Linked DNA regions of Mus musculus: regions 2, 3, 4 and 5 are each linked to region 1. The links are chromatin contacts, called in public Hi-C and HiChIP or PLAC-seq maps. All regions are on one chromosome and are shown on one strand. The core of a region is the stretch at or near the end of the contact, and the rest is flanking DNA. Distances in the headings are between cores, read along the strand shown. Region 1 overlaps Gm40918 (a long non-coding RNA gene). Region 2 has its middle 7.2 kb from the start of Gm47754. Region 3 overlaps Rreb1 (ras responsive element binding protein 1). Region 4 overlaps Rreb1 (ras responsive element binding protein 1). Region 5 holds the start of Lncbate6 (a long non-coding RNA gene).

Region 1 (2,700 bases), core at 6-2,505:
ACCCACTGTTACAAATGTCACATATATGAAGAAGTAACAAGAGACAGAGTAGGGTCTACTAGTAGTAATGGCACTGTCCTAAATGGAGTTGCTCATCTGCTTCCTGAGATGCCTTTAAACCTAAAAGGATACAGAAAGGCTGAAATGAGTTTGGGTATGTAGGCTAGGGACAAATATCCTCCTAACTTGCAGCATGGAAAACTTCAGTCAGTTCAAAGAAAGCCACTGTGCATCCTTGGGCTAAAGAATCCAGAGGAGGAGGAAGGATGGTGGCAAGCACGACAGAGGGGTAGTGCAGAGAAAAAGGAGAACTCTGGGCAGAAGCAAAGGGTGGAAACGCCTGCCAGTGCCAAGCAAGTATCAGCCCTGACTTTGCAAAGCTGGAACTCCCAGCACTTGTTCAGCTGAAACACGTCTGGGTGCTCTGCATGGTGAATGCAGGGCAATCACCTTGTGATTCACACTGTCGGTCCACAGACAGCTTGGGCAGGAAGGAAAATCATCTAAAATCTCTGGAGGAAAAAACAAACAACCAAGAGTGCACACTCAGAGCACACAGCCAGATGAGCAAACAATAGGACGACCCAATCGTTGTCACAAACACTGTCAACCTCTGCCCCTGGAGCAGAGGGGAGCCCCCGTGGAGAGACCAAGCTCTCTGAATCACACTGCCTTCTCCAGGAGTCACGGTGTCTCACTGGATGCCCAGCCCCTGTTTATACACAAGAACTAACCCACAGGCCATGGCACCCTTTGCAGCCTGGGCCAGGTACAGTCAGAGCATGCCTGTAGTCTAGTAACCCCTGCTTGGGGGCCCAGATCCTGTGACTCCCACATACGCACACAGAATCCTGATTGCGACAGTAGGTTAAAGTTCAGAAACTGCCTGGTGCAAATGTCCCAGGGATCAGCTGCACCTTCGCTGGCAGATAACCCCAGTTAGCAGAGAAAGCACTGAGCAGTGCTTCTGAGCCATCCTTCCTTCCAGCAACCTGGCTCATGAAGGTCCCTAACCAGTCTTTCCAGTACTGATCCCCCATTACAGCTGGATTAATGGAATCTTAATTTTTTTCCCAAAATAAACAATGATTCCCATGCTCTACTGTCCAGCATCACCGTCTAACTAATTTGTAGTAAAAAATAAACCACTGGCCATCTGCTTAAAAGTAAGGGCACAGACGACTATCTCTCCTTCCAGATTGCTCTCCGAAACGGGGTTTGGGATCCACCAAGCAGACCCGAGACATATTGACTTACTGAGTCAGCCCTGAGCCCCAGTGTTGGCAAGGAGGAAATGGATTGTGAACTCTTTCTAGGGGACCTGAGCTTTGTCCTCTAATCAAAACGTTCACCGAACCAGAATCTTTAATGAAGCTCCTGTAGCAGGGGGCCCATCAAAACACACATAGGGAGGATTTGTGCCCAGGGCTAACTGATTTGGAGGAAGCAGAAATGAGACCCCCCCACCCCCACCCCAAATGAGAGCCATGCTTTCATTAGACCTAGCAACAGGTTTCAAAGGCAAAAAGCAAACCCTAGCAGCAAAGAACAAAAAATACCTTTGTTGGCCCCAAGACAACTCAGTGCGGTCCCACGTTAGGTGGAACATGACAAGAAACTCAGATTCCTGGGAGGAGTGAAGGATGACGCAATCGATGTGGGCTGTGGGTTTGGATGAGGATCATGGGACAAAGGACTTGAGTAGGATTTGAATCGGAACGGAAAGCAGCTGTGGTTTCTCAGGTCTTCACCTACCCTCTCCAGCCTGTCTCCTTACACACAGTCCCCTGGGCTATCCCACCCACAGCTTCAACTGCTACCTGCATAGCATGACTCATAAACCTTATCTCCAGACCTGCCTCTGGATCCTAGGCTCCCGGATCCAACACTGCAGTCATTTCCTTCATTGTCCCAACTAGCTACCCAAATTCACCACTCTTATCCTCTTCATCCTGGGCACCTACCAAAACGTGATGCTCAAACAACCAGACAGCCTGGGCTCTTCCCAACTTCCTCTTCCTCACACACACCCAAGACCAACTGGCTACATTGTCTAATTGTCTCCTCCCCTCTCCAGCAACCATTCCATCTTAGACCCAGGCCCTTACTATTTCTGTTACCTTTTACCCAGTCTCCCAGACTCTAGCCTTGGTGCCCTGTCATAGCAGGTGGGTCTTGTTAAGCCAGCCTTCTGCAGAAGGCACCTGTGCTCCTGAATTGCACATGAAACCCTCTGTCTCAAACAGATCTGCAAACAAAAAGGCCAAGGCTTTGCCCCCAAGGCCCTGAGCTTTTTGTTTGTGGAGCATTTTTAAATGAGGACTTTAAGAGTTCACCATGTTCTTAGCAAGACTAGTTAAGAGGTGAAGCTGCCAGATGGTGTGTGTTGTAAATGACACCCATAGATAGGCCACCCAGTAACACCTGATGTGGAATACCACCCTCGGGCACCCTGCTTCCTGCTCCTGCTTCCTGCTCCTGCTTCTACTCACCAGTAACTGACTTTGGCTCTCCTCAGGAGACTTTCAAGATGAAGCCTATGGTACTTCTAGCCTCCAGCTTAGAGTTCCACTCAGGTTTGGACCATTTGAGGGCAACTGAATGGATACCCCCTCCACCACCACCACCCTCCCATGACCCCACCCCTACCCCCACCCCCGACTTCGGTGTCTAGACTTCTGATCTCCTGGTGATACTAAT
Region 2 (2,700 bases), core at 146-2,645, 140 kb before region 1:
TTCACCATTGTACCATCAGGAGGTCTTTAGGTCATAGAGGACATGACGACAACTGGCACCCCTTCTCACACTCCTCTGCTTCTGGGCTGGGAGGTGTCTGTACTCCAACTCTTGCTTCCACCTTGATGTGCTGTGTTGTCAGTGACAACCACCACTGTTCCAGGTTAGCTGCCAAATGACCCTTTATTTAACTCCCATTTCAAGAGATAGCTCTTTCAGGGCAACCTGATTTGGTGCCACTCTAATACGCAGCAGGTCTTGAACCCACTCTCAAGCAACCCCGAAAGCCTCTTAGCACAGGGATACTCTGAGATCAAATCTCCCTTCCCTGATACATTCTCTAATCCCACTTCTAATTTAAGAAGTTTCCTGATTTCCTTAATTCCTCTTGGTGCTTGCTGAGTTCTTTTTCCTAATCGCTCCTAATCAGTACACATGGTTTCTTCCCCACTGGCTACCCCCACAGACCTCCTACAATCCCCAATCCCCCAGTCCCCATCCCCTTCCTTAATAAGTTATCAGCTCTCCTGGGTGTCCAGCAGACTCATTTTCATTTCCTGGCCTCCCTGACGCCTAGGGACAAACACTAGCATAGAATATTTGGATAAGCAGAGCTAACATGCTGGTAGACTCTACAGTCACCTGAGTTGGAGGGGGCAGGGCAGAGAGAAGACTGGCTTTCTATAGGATCAACATACCTCCGTTTTGAGTTCCTAGTTGGCCTTGACATAAGGCCTACCACACAGCCACACTCCCTTTGCTGCGGACAGAAATCTCAGTCTCCACACACCTCCCAGGGGTTCAGGGAACAATCAACAAATTGTTATTAGTGAATGGTGTTCTTTTTATTATGTATTAGCCATTCCGGGAAAAACCAGTTATTCTATCACAGACAGCCTCTTACAAGAAAAAAGAAAAGGAAAAAGAAATAGGAGGGAGAACAGGGAAGGGCAGATAATGAGGAATTTCAATATCAGGGGGGAAAAAAGATTAAATTTGTACCCAGTTTACAATTTCATTTATCTTTCATGAAAATGAAATTCACGACATTCCAACTGATATGAAAAGCCTTGGAACAGCTCAGTCCATGAAAAAAAAAGAGATACTGGATACTGGCGACACTTCAGGAGGTAAACTCTCAAAGCATGCTTTCTGCATGGTCCAGATCTGACCCTGGAACGCTAGCTACCTCTGAGCATTCAGATGATGGTACTGGGAAAGCCCAGAGCAACTTGCTGGCTGAAGGGCAAAACAGATCTGTCTGGGAGTGGACCCTGTTGTTGTGAGTCAATTGTTCAGTGTTCCCTCTAAAAGAAATTCCACGATGTTCAGCTTCGTGTTTTCTGCAGCTAGATGCAGGCAGCTGTCTTGTTGACTAAGCATATCTTTAAAGAACCAGGCGAGTTAGGCTGGGTCTAAAAGAAAGGAAACACCCAAACGGGCTTGCTGCTTGCTTGTTCCTTCTGTTTTCTGTTCCCGTCGATTTTATTTTGTGGTATCTATCCAAGTATCTAGATAGACAGAGAGATAAGGGGTGCAAAATGCAAGGTGGTTCCAGGCAGATGTAGGTAGGAACAGTATCATATCACCCCACCATGGCCCACAAGACCACCACAGCTCTCCTTCGTTCCATAGGAACAGTTCTCCATGCTGTTTGTCTAGCAAAACTGCCTGTTCCCGTCATGTGCCTGGTGCCCCCTGAGAAACCCATCTAAGGACAGGAAAGGGAAGCAAGTCTTACTAAGCCCTATTTGTGGAATTCTCTGTGCTGCCTGATTTTTCTGGAGAGGCAGGAACAGATGTCTCCTCATCTCAGATAGGGCATCCAGGGCAGGTCCAAGAAACAACTCCACCCCAGTCTAACTTGGTGAGGGAAGGAACGTATTGTGATTACCTGGCAATGGCTTGTGATGGAAGGACAGATGACTCAAGGGAACTGCCTCACTACACAGCCCACCCAGCATGGATGAGGGCTGAGAACACCTCACTGCTGGACCCTGCACAACCTGCAGGGAGCGCCACTGAAGAAAATCTCCCCCACCCCCACCCCAGAAACTGTTTACTGCTTGTCTGACCTCGGGGAGAGGACAGGCCATGTGCATCTTCTAACACTGGGTTTGAGGAGGCTTGTAAGTTTTGTGGGCCTTTTAGCTTTAAGAGACTCTTTCCTCCCTTAGAAGGGAATGTTGAGATTTTGAGGAAACAACTACACAGGCATCCTACCTTCCCATCCACTTTCCCCATTAAATTAAATTTGTCCGTAAAGCAAGCTATCAGAAACTCAGTGTTATTTCTGTCAAGAAGTCTTAACTTGCCCTTCAATGTAGTTTTTTGCTCTGTAATGAACATCCTCCATACCCTGGCTTTGTCTCCTGTCTGTTTTCCTCGATGCCCACAGGAACCTGAAACTCTGAGTAGAGAGCCCAGTCTGTTTCTTTTATCTTTGAGAACTCCCTCACCACCAGCAGCCCTGTGAGGATGGGCATATCTTGAGTGTATGAGATAGGTCTAGACGAGTGCCACTGGACCTGGGTAACAGTAGAAAATGTGGCTTCCGAAAAGCAAATGAGCTAATAATCCACTGTCTAAGTCAGGGTTTCTATTCCTCCACAAAACATCATGACCAAGTTGGGGAGGAAAGGGTTTATTCAGCTTACAGTTCCACATTGCTGTTCATCACCAAAGGAAGTCAGGACTGGG
Region 3 (2,754 bases), core at 162-2,661, 190 kb after region 1:
TTGGCTACATTCTTGAAGAATTCTGGCCATTTCATCTCACTAGTCAAAGTATTTGCCACACAGGCTTCCCTTTTAATGATTTTAACTTGTGAGGTCCAAAACTTTAATAACTACACTGTTTTCATTTTTTGTTATTGTTTGTGCTTTTATTTGTTACTTCATGTGTTGGTGAGTGTGTGTACGGCATGAGTTTTATGTGTACCATGTTTGTGGAGGCCAGGAGGAGTTTGGATCCCCGTGTAATTGTAGTCACAGGCCCCGTGAGCCAGTGTATGGATGCTGAGAACTGGACCTGGAGTCCTGCAAGGGCAGCAAGCTCTCTGAACCCAGAGCCATCTCTCTAGCCCTAATTATGGGATTTACTGTAGAGAGGGCTTTGTTCTAGTTCTACTGACGTTTTCCTCTTTATTTTTTTTTCTATTTCCACAGTTTGGGCCTAAGCATCATTTCACCCTTCCTCTCGCTCCAGGCTCTCTTCTTCCTTTTTCAGGTGTTGTCAAGTATGGGATTAGATTGTAGACTTGAAGATATTTTGAATACAGGCAGTAATAACTGCATTTCCATACTTTGGGGCTGGAGGAGTGAAGAGGGGATTCTTGTTGTCTAGAACTGTGTAGGGCAGGCTGGTCTTGAACTCACAGAGATCTGACTGTCTCTGCCTAGGATTAAAGGTGTGTGCCACCATGTCAGGTGGATCCATAAGTTTTGTATACTATATTTTTTTGCCATTTACCTCCATGTATTTTCTAATTTATCTCATGATTTCTTCTTTAATGTATTGGTTATTTAGGAATATGCTGTTTTAGCCCACAAATATGTCTTCCCAGATTTCTCCCTATGACTGATTTAAGGTCATAATGCTACATTTATTTTGTCTTTCCTGCCAAAACTTGTAAATGCTGGGTTAAAAGAATATTTGACTTTTGCTAATCAATCACAAAGTCATTACCACCTTCATTTGTTGGCAGAGCTGTATTTTGGGGGAAAAATGTGAAAATATTCACAAAAATGTGTCAGAGTGGAGTTAGATGTATTTGCATGGGTCGATCTATTCCAGGATCTGAGACTTTGGTGGTGAGCTGGGACCTCTCGTAAGCACAGATCCGAGCTACATTGATCAGGAGCCACAACTGCGCTGGGATGTGTGAGGGATTTAGAACAGGGGTGATACCGAGGTTCTTATGATAAACATGGTTAGAGGAAAGCAGTCAACTGAGAAGCTGTATTTGAGACCAGAGTGCTGTCCTGCATTTCTCCTGGAATGGTTTTCTGTATTTCAGTTGCTGTTGTCATTACATGGACTTAGCAGACTGTTCCATGTAGCATTCCGTTTCTCCGAGGAAGAGAGAGAAGGATACAGTGTCACTGAGGACACTGCCTTCCCCTCCTGCTCTGAAGGCTGTGTGTGTGATGTGCCTCCATGAATACATTGGCCTTGCAGGTGAACTCTGACCTCCCGGCAGTTGCCTGTGAGAGGGGTCTAGGCTCCATTCCAGTTTTTTTTTTTTTTTTTTTTTTTTTTTCCTTTTTGCTAACACCTGGGGTGGGGGTGGGAGGTTGACAAATCTCACAACACAAACTCTAAGGATCCAGAGTTCAGGGTATTCTTAGCAGCTATCCAGGTGCCTTCAATGGAATACTTCTCTCTTCCTTGGTCACTAGCTATTTTGGAATGTGTTGGTTAACCTTGATTTTAAGGCTGCTCAGTCCCTTCTCTGTATGATTGTTACATTAGTAAAATAAACACAGTGAGCTAGCATACTAAATACTAAACTGTTATGGGTAGTCACATCGACAGTTGCTTCGCAGCAACCATAGAGCCTGTATTTCTTAGACTTTGATTACACTGAGTAAATTGACATGGTTTGTTTTGTGTATGGATGTGTGTGGGTCAGTTACTCATTGACTATCCAGTATGCTGTCCAGGACTCTAGGGCTCATGCCATCTTCCTGGCACCTCCCAGGTACTAATACTACGTATGCATAACAGGACGCCCAACATAGTATGCTATCTTAAAACTAAAGGTAGATAGAGTAAAGAAATTATGAGAAAGCTTAGGGAAAAGAGGGATTTTTTTGTTTTGTTTTTTTGTTTGTTTGGTTGGTTGGTTTTTTGAGACAGGGTGTCTGTGTATAGCCCTGGCTGTCCTGGAACTCACTCTGTAGACCAGGCTGGCCTCGAACTCAGAAATCCGCCTGCCTCTGCCTCCCAAGTGCTGGGATTAAAGGTGTGTGTCACCACGCCAGAGGGAAAAGAGTTTTTGAATAAAGTATTATCATATGTTGTTCCTATCCTGTAAGTGCTCATGCTGTTTAGGTTGGAAAATGTGTGTGTGTGTGTGTGTGTGTGTGTGGTGCTTATATTCTTATGGATTTTTACATAAGCTGGTGGAGGCCTGAAATTGTCTGGTACCTTCTTCAGGACCTGACTTGCTCTTTACCTTACTTTTTGACACAGGTCTCCAGGAACCTGGAGCTCACCGATCCAACTAGGCTATCTGGCCCAGCCAGCGAGCTCCAGGGACCTGCCTGTCTCTTCCTCCTCAGTACTGGACCTGCCAGTGTGCGCTGCCAGACTCGGCTCTGTCTGTGGATGCTGGGGATCCAAACTCAGCTCCTATTCTTGTCCAGCAAGCAGTTATCAGCTAGATCTTCTCCCCAGCTCCCTAGAACTACCCTATTCCAAACCTATAGCTTGGTTTGTGAGGAGAATAAGAGTCTCCCGTCAAGTACGGAAAATAATTTACAGAACCC
Region 4 (2,700 bases), core at 83-2,582, 230 kb after region 1:
TGAAGGATATAAGCAGGCCAAAGCAGAAACCTCCCCTGGGACAGAAAGAGGGCTTCTCCTGCCAACGCATCATCACCGTGTTTGTAGTGCTGGCCTAGGGTTTGGGCTGGCCTTGCTCGTGCCTCTGTGGAGCAGAGTACATAGCCTGATGCACACTTGCCTGTGTTGGTCACTCCCTTAGCCCATACAAAGGAAGAATGAAAACCTGGGAACCATGAATCTTGTTGCTTGCCACACTAGAGGGAGGCTCACTCTGACTTCTCAATATGGGCCTTGAAGGTTGCCTCCCATTGGGAGACTTGAGCCTGCTCCCCCCCTCCCCCGCCCTCCCCCCTCCCCCCTACACACACGCCCAGGTCCATCTCCTCACCCTCTCAGTTCTACCTGCCAGGCTATCCAGTAGTGCTTTTTCTCTGGTTCATTTAGGTATTGCTTGCTGTGCCTTAGAAATGTTGTGGTGTTAACAGTTTTTATTGTCTTGCTTCAAACACATGTATCTTGGTTTCATTGTTAACTTATTTTTAGTCTCTTGATGACAACTCCTTCCATTACATGAAGGCTAAGGGAAAATGATTATTTTAGTCATTGTCTCTCAGTTTCTGTTTCTTTTTGTTAAGTATGTTTCTCTTATTTTCTTAAAAGGAAAGGGTGGAGGGTTGAACAAATGCCAGCAATCCCAGAAGAGTAAATCAAAAGCAACTTTTCTTTTTCATTGCAGTAGAAAGCCAGATAAATGCGTATTTTTTTTTCCTGCTTCAGGTCAGAAACCCTTCCCTTGTCAAAAATGCGATGCCTTCTTTTCTACCAAATCTAACTGTGAGCGGCACCAGTTGCGCAAACACGGAGTTACCACCTGCTCCCTGAGAAGAAACGGGCTTATTCCCCCAAAAGAGAGTGATGTTGGATCCCATGATAGCACAGGTAGAAACTCTAGGTGATGGAGAACCAGAGAGAGGAGGGTGCTCCCCAGAACTCGGTTAAGGCTGTGTAAGCTGGGGCGGAGCACTGAGCAGCTACAGCTCAGGGGGCCTAGCCCCTGCCGAGACTGTGTGAGCTGGGGAAACAGTGTCAGTGCCCCAGGGGACTTTGCAGCTGCCAGGGGGGGATCCAGCACCTTCCTTCCTAAAATTGCCATTGCTCTGATCCTGGAAGATAGGATGAGCCGGATATTGTGCGCTTTCGGCTCCTGACTTAAACCCCTGAAGGAAACACGAAGCTCTGAAGTCTGGGGGACCCAGATCCTGCAGCTTTCGTGAGCAGCCCTTGCCCAGTGGACTCAGTACTGCAAGAACTGTGGCCCTCCAAGCTTTTAGTTGGGAGGCGGGTTGAGGCGGGGCAAGGCGGGGCTTTTCTTCTCAATAACTCCTCCCTGTATAAATCTGTCCTTGTTTGAGACAGCACTGTGCATGTCCTTCTTAATCACAACTCTGCTTGACCTGTCCGGGTATTATGCTCCTGTGCTGATGTGTGCCTCCTCCCTCGGCCCTTACAGAGTAATTAACGCTGCTCCGTTCCTTTTCTGCCCGCTGCCCCCATCACCTTCTGTATTTACTCAAGTCCTCTATTTAATACACTTCCATGGTCTAACTGCTAGAGTTTGCTAGCCCTACCAAAACACACCGTACAAAAAAGTAAGCTGCCTCAGGCCACTTGGTAGCAGTAGCAGGGAGGGCATTGCACACACAGGCTTCAGGCTCCGTGGGTGTTGAAAGTTAGCGTTTGCCCATTTCTGGGATCCAAGCCAGCCTCTAATGTGTTCATCTAGGGTTGCAGTTGTCTCTCGTGACTTCTCAAACTTTGGTGGGATGGAGTGCTGTGTAGTTTGGAGAGTGGCACCCTGAACCTAGGAGTCAGTGTGGATAGAGTGACAGTCATTGATTCCAACCCCTGACCCCCTTGTCCTGACCTCAGTGTTGACACATCACAGTGGACTGGCTATCTGGGAGAGCTGACCCCAGTGGGTAAGACACCTTTACCCTTCCCACCACACTGCTTATTCAGACCAGTGAGAGCAATGGAATGCCTTGGGCTTGCTGGGTCCTTCTGCCCAGGTTAGACCCTCTTGTTCGGGCAAGAATGCCACAGCTGGTTTGCTAACCACACTGCACCCCCAACCCCCAACTTCTATTTCCACACAATTCCCTAGGATCTGGGAGTGAGGACAGGTAGCCTGCAATGGTTGAGTCCCTGTGAGCTAAGCCTGATCCGCTTCCCAAGCGGCTGGAAGCCCAAGGCACTGCAGCAGCTGTCTTTGCCACAGACCATCCTGATAATGTTTAACCATCATTGCCACAGTACCCATTAGACTGGAACATTTTCTTACAGCCTGCTTTACAGAAAGGTCCTGTGATTCTCCCCAAACCAGTTCAAAAGGGAAGGCAGCTGACAGGGGGGGGGGTGCTTTGGGGTGGGAACCCATGTCCTCAGAAGAGTCTCAGGCACTGTACCCTGCTCATCCAGGAGGCTGTTCACAGGAACTCTGCTGACGCCAGAGCTCGGTCAGAATTTATGGTTTGAGCTTAGCTTTGGCACAAGTGTTAGCCTGTGGGCGTATTTATTTTTTAAGTTTACAATTACAGGTTTTCTTTTTCCAAGGCCCTGCCCCAGAAGTTATATAGATTTTCTTAAAGGCACAAAGCCTCTTAGAAAAGAACTATCAAAGAGAGAAGTGTTTGGTTTAATTGTAGATACAGCCCATGG
Region 5 (2,700 bases), core at 184-2,683, 180 kb before region 1:
GTGCATGCTGTTATGGAGTGTGAAGTGTCCCTTCACTGACTAGGCGGATGAGGACAAGTGACTGGATCCTAAGGGCTCTGAGCTAATCAGTGGATTAACCAACCCCTTGATGGATTTATAATTTGGAAGCATGGCTTGGAGATGCTACAAAAAGTAAGAGGCTGCTACCAGCCGGAGTATTAGGTCGCCGTGGGTGACTCTGTGGTGTTGTATCTTGACCTGGTCCTTCCTGTACCCATCTCTCAGCTTCTGCCATGAAGAAGCTTTTTCATCCCGCCCTCCCACCTTCACGATGCTCTGTCAAGAGAATGGAGCCAAGCAGCCACAGACTGACGCCTCCGAAGCTGTGAGCATCAGCAAATCTTCCCTCAAGTTCTTTACATGGGGCACTTTGTCACCACCATAAGACTAGCCAATCTACAGGCCAGATGCCAGCTCCTCCGGAATAGTTTCCCATAAGCCCTTTCAGCCCGCGTTAACTGACTGACAGGTGTCCCCATCACCCTCTTTCTCTGGCAGGCCTATTTTACACTATAATATTGTTCTGTTAGCATTGCAGGTTCCTCATTAGGCAGAAATAATATCATAATCCTATGTTCCTTGCACATGATCCAGATGAATTCTCCCTCTATTCCTGCTTCTCACACGAGCTGGTGCACACACACACACACACACACATACACATACACACACACACACACACACACACACACACAAGCACACGCACACGCACACACACACACCACTGCTACTACACCAGTAGAGACTCTTTGCCCCCCTTCCCAATAAAGGATATGCACTTTCCAGGGGGGCTCAAAGGGTCTAATTCTGAAACATAAATAGTGTGTATATGCTGGATCAGTTCAGAATCTATTATATCCAAAGGAAAAATTGTGGATCTATTTCTAAAAGTTTCCTAGTCACTTCTGAAGATAAATTTTGCATTTAAGAAAAAACTCAGAGTAGAGAGCTAGAAAGATGGCTCAGCAGTTAGTTGTGCTTACTGTTCTTGCAGAGGACCTGGGTTCAAGTCCTAGCACCCACATGGCTACTCACAACCATCTGTAACTCCAGTTCCAGGGGATCTGACGCCCTCTTCTGACTTCCACAGGTACCACGTATGCCCATGATACACATGCATACATGCTGGCAAACCATTTTTTGTGCATAAACAAACAAAGCCAAATAAAGTAAATAAAATTAAAAAAGAAAAAACAAGTAGGAATAGGAGATGTAGCCCAGGAAAGTACATGCCTACCACCTTCGGGACCCTAGGCTGAACCCTTAACACTGTAAAAATAATAATAATAATAATAAATTTTAAATATTAAAATGAATCAGAAGCCAGGCATGGTGGTACATGCCTTTAAACTTAGCACTTGGGAGGCAGAGACGGTAAATCTCTCTGAGTTTGAGGCCAGCCTGGTTTACATAGTGAGCTCTAGGCTCCTCAAGGCTACAGAGCAAGATCACATCTCAAAAGACACAAAAAATAAACCACAGTAATCCTTTGCGTTTGCTGTCTTGCTTTATAACTGCATTGTCTGATATGAGCGTATTTGTAACTGCAGGTAACAGAACACTGAAAATTAGAGTCCTTGGAGAAATAGCAGCCACCTAACTCAGTTAGCCAATGAGAGCATGTAACAAGGGTACCAAGTCAACTGGGGCAGGACTGGCCTTCACCTTCAACACCACTCAGTGTTCGTATCTCTCACTGCGCAACGAGTTTTGTTTGGTTTTTCATTTAAGAAAAGCAGACTTGAGGGACCTGGGGAAACAGCTCAGTATGTAAAGTGCTTGCACGATCCCCTGCACCCCCATAAGAGCTAAGTGCAGTGCTGCGCCTGTGATCCCAGGACTGGGGATGAAGAGGCAGCGGGATCATTGGGGCTTGTTCCCAAGGTCTGTCAAAAATGGAGCTCCAGATTCACTGAGAGGCCCTCTCTCTAAAAAGTAAGGAGGATGGAGCTGAAGGTTTTGAGCATCAGCTGCTCATCCAGAGGACCTGGGTCCAAGTCCCAGCATCCAACATGGATGCTCACAACCATCTGTAATTCTAGTTCTTGGAGATCCAATGTCCTCTCCTGGCCTTCAGGGTCATCAGGAATGTATGTGATGCAAAGACACTCGAGCATGCAAAACACCCATATATATAACAATAAGTGTGTGTGTGTGTATGTGTGTGTGTGTGTGTGTGTGTGTGTTTTAATGAGGAAAGTAGTTGAAGAAGATGCTCAGTGTCACTCTCAGCTCCCCAGGCACTAACACATATGCAGAGGGACACACACCTGTGCTTGCACACAGAGAAGTAGATCTGAATATATGAGTGCCCACCGGTGGCCAGCCAGGGATGCTCTCTGCAGCCACACCTCAGTACAATGATCACAGCATGGGACATGGATGCCACTGGGGTCCATTCTGAAGGACAGCTCTGTTTCCTGCCTCTGGCCAGCATCTGTGGTCAGGCAAAGCTACGAGGAAATACAATGAAGGTCAGTTTAACAAAGACCCCAGTGTGGGTGAAATTTAACACCACAGGAGACAGACTGTGGGAGGAGGAAGAGGAGCCCAGAGCCCCAGGCTCTGTGGAAGAAATGGGGAAGGGTCAGAGAGGGAACTGGAAAGAAGCCTGATCCCACTGCAACCTCTACAGCCAGACTGCTGGAGACTTCCGAAAATGAGGCACACCAGGCACAG

What was found. Hi-C and Micro-C count contacts between places; a contact is called where the count stands out from the background. HiChIP or PLAC-seq counts read pairs in DNA pulled down with a chosen protein or histone mark.
Region 2: a contact with region 1 is called in a Hi-C map of bone marrow-derived macrophages, with 40 read pairs. The contact joins two enhancer-like sites. A contact is called at or near these places in 1 of 484 Hi-C or Micro-C datasets (bone marrow-derived macrophages), 1 of 115 datasets of contacts at active chromatin or transcription factors (bone marrow-derived macrophages) and 1 of 9 other capture datasets (embryonic stem cells).
Region 3: a Hi-C map of liver shows a contact between it and region 1, with 2.6 times the contacts expected there. The contact joins two enhancer-like sites. A contact is called at or near these places in 2 of 484 Hi-C or Micro-C datasets (both in liver) and 3 of 115 datasets of contacts at active chromatin or transcription factors (hepatocytes, microglia and pancreatic cancer cells).
Region 4: a contact with region 1 is called in an H3K27ac HiChIP or PLAC-seq map of hepatocytes, with 6 times the contacts expected there. The contact joins two enhancer-like sites. A contact is called at or near these places in 1 of 15 datasets of contacts at CTCF or cohesin (large pre-B cells), 3 of 484 Hi-C or Micro-C datasets (the P5424 cell line, embryonic stem cells and liver), 2 of 115 datasets of contacts at active chromatin or transcription factors (hepatocytes and liver) and 1 of 9 other capture datasets (embryonic stem cells).
Region 5: a contact with region 1 is called in a Hi-C map of bone marrow-derived macrophages, with 43 read pairs. The contact joins the promoter of Lncbate6 here to the enhancer-like site in region 1. A contact is called at or near these places in 10 of 484 Hi-C or Micro-C datasets (the HL-1 cell line, the HPC-7 cell line, Sertoli cells and 5 more), 5 of 115 datasets of contacts at active chromatin or transcription factors (acute myeloid leukemia, embryonic stem cells, extraembryonic endoderm stem cells and 2 more) and 1 of 9 other capture datasets (embryonic stem cells).

Annotation. Positions count from the first base shown.
Region 1 is chr13:37,714,691-37,717,390 of GRCm38.p6, forward strand. Gm40918 (a long non-coding RNA gene) reads right to left here. Exons shown (of 3, transcript XR_873258.2): 3 at 2,692-2,700. Among named protein-coding and RNA genes, the nearest start is that of Gm40918, 19 kb to the right of the region's middle. Within about 2 kb of position 1,256, at least 44 of the 459 cell types and tissues checked have an H3K27ac peak or open chromatin away from gene starts, as enhancers often do. A contact at or near this core is called in bone marrow-derived macrophages, hepatocytes, liver and 1 more, where this site is marked.
Region 2 is chr13:37,572,541-37,575,240 of GRCm38.p6, forward strand. No RefSeq gene overlaps it. Among named protein-coding and RNA genes, the nearest start is that of Gm47754, 7.2 kb to the right of the region's middle. Within about 2 kb of position 1,396, at least 10 of the 459 cell types and tissues checked have an H3K27ac peak or open chromatin away from gene starts, as enhancers often do. A contact at or near this core is called in bone marrow-derived macrophages, where this site is marked.
Region 3 is chr13:37,901,785-37,904,538 of GRCm38.p6, forward strand. All of the region lies in intron 5 of Rreb1 (ras responsive element binding protein 1), which reads left to right. Among named protein-coding and RNA genes, the nearest start is that of Rreb1, 14 kb to the left of the region's middle. Within about 2 kb of position 1,412, at least 8 of the 459 cell types and tissues checked have an H3K27ac peak or open chromatin away from gene starts, as enhancers often do. A contact at or near this core is called in hepatocytes and liver, where this site is marked.
Region 4 is chr13:37,940,784-37,943,483 of GRCm38.p6, forward strand. Rreb1 (ras responsive element binding protein 1) reads left to right here. Exons shown (of 12, transcript NM_001177869.1): 10 at 760-921. Among named protein-coding and RNA genes, the nearest start is that of Gm52041, 24 kb to the right of the region's middle. Within about 2 kb of position 1,333, at least 34 of the 459 cell types and tissues checked have an H3K27ac peak or open chromatin away from gene starts, as enhancers often do. A contact at or near this core is called in hepatocytes and liver, where this site is marked.
Region 5 is chr13:37,538,703-37,541,402 of GRCm38.p6, forward strand. It overlaps Lncbate6 (a long non-coding RNA gene), which reads left to right and starts at 1,434. Exons shown (of 3, transcript XR_382205.2): 1 at 1,434-2,700.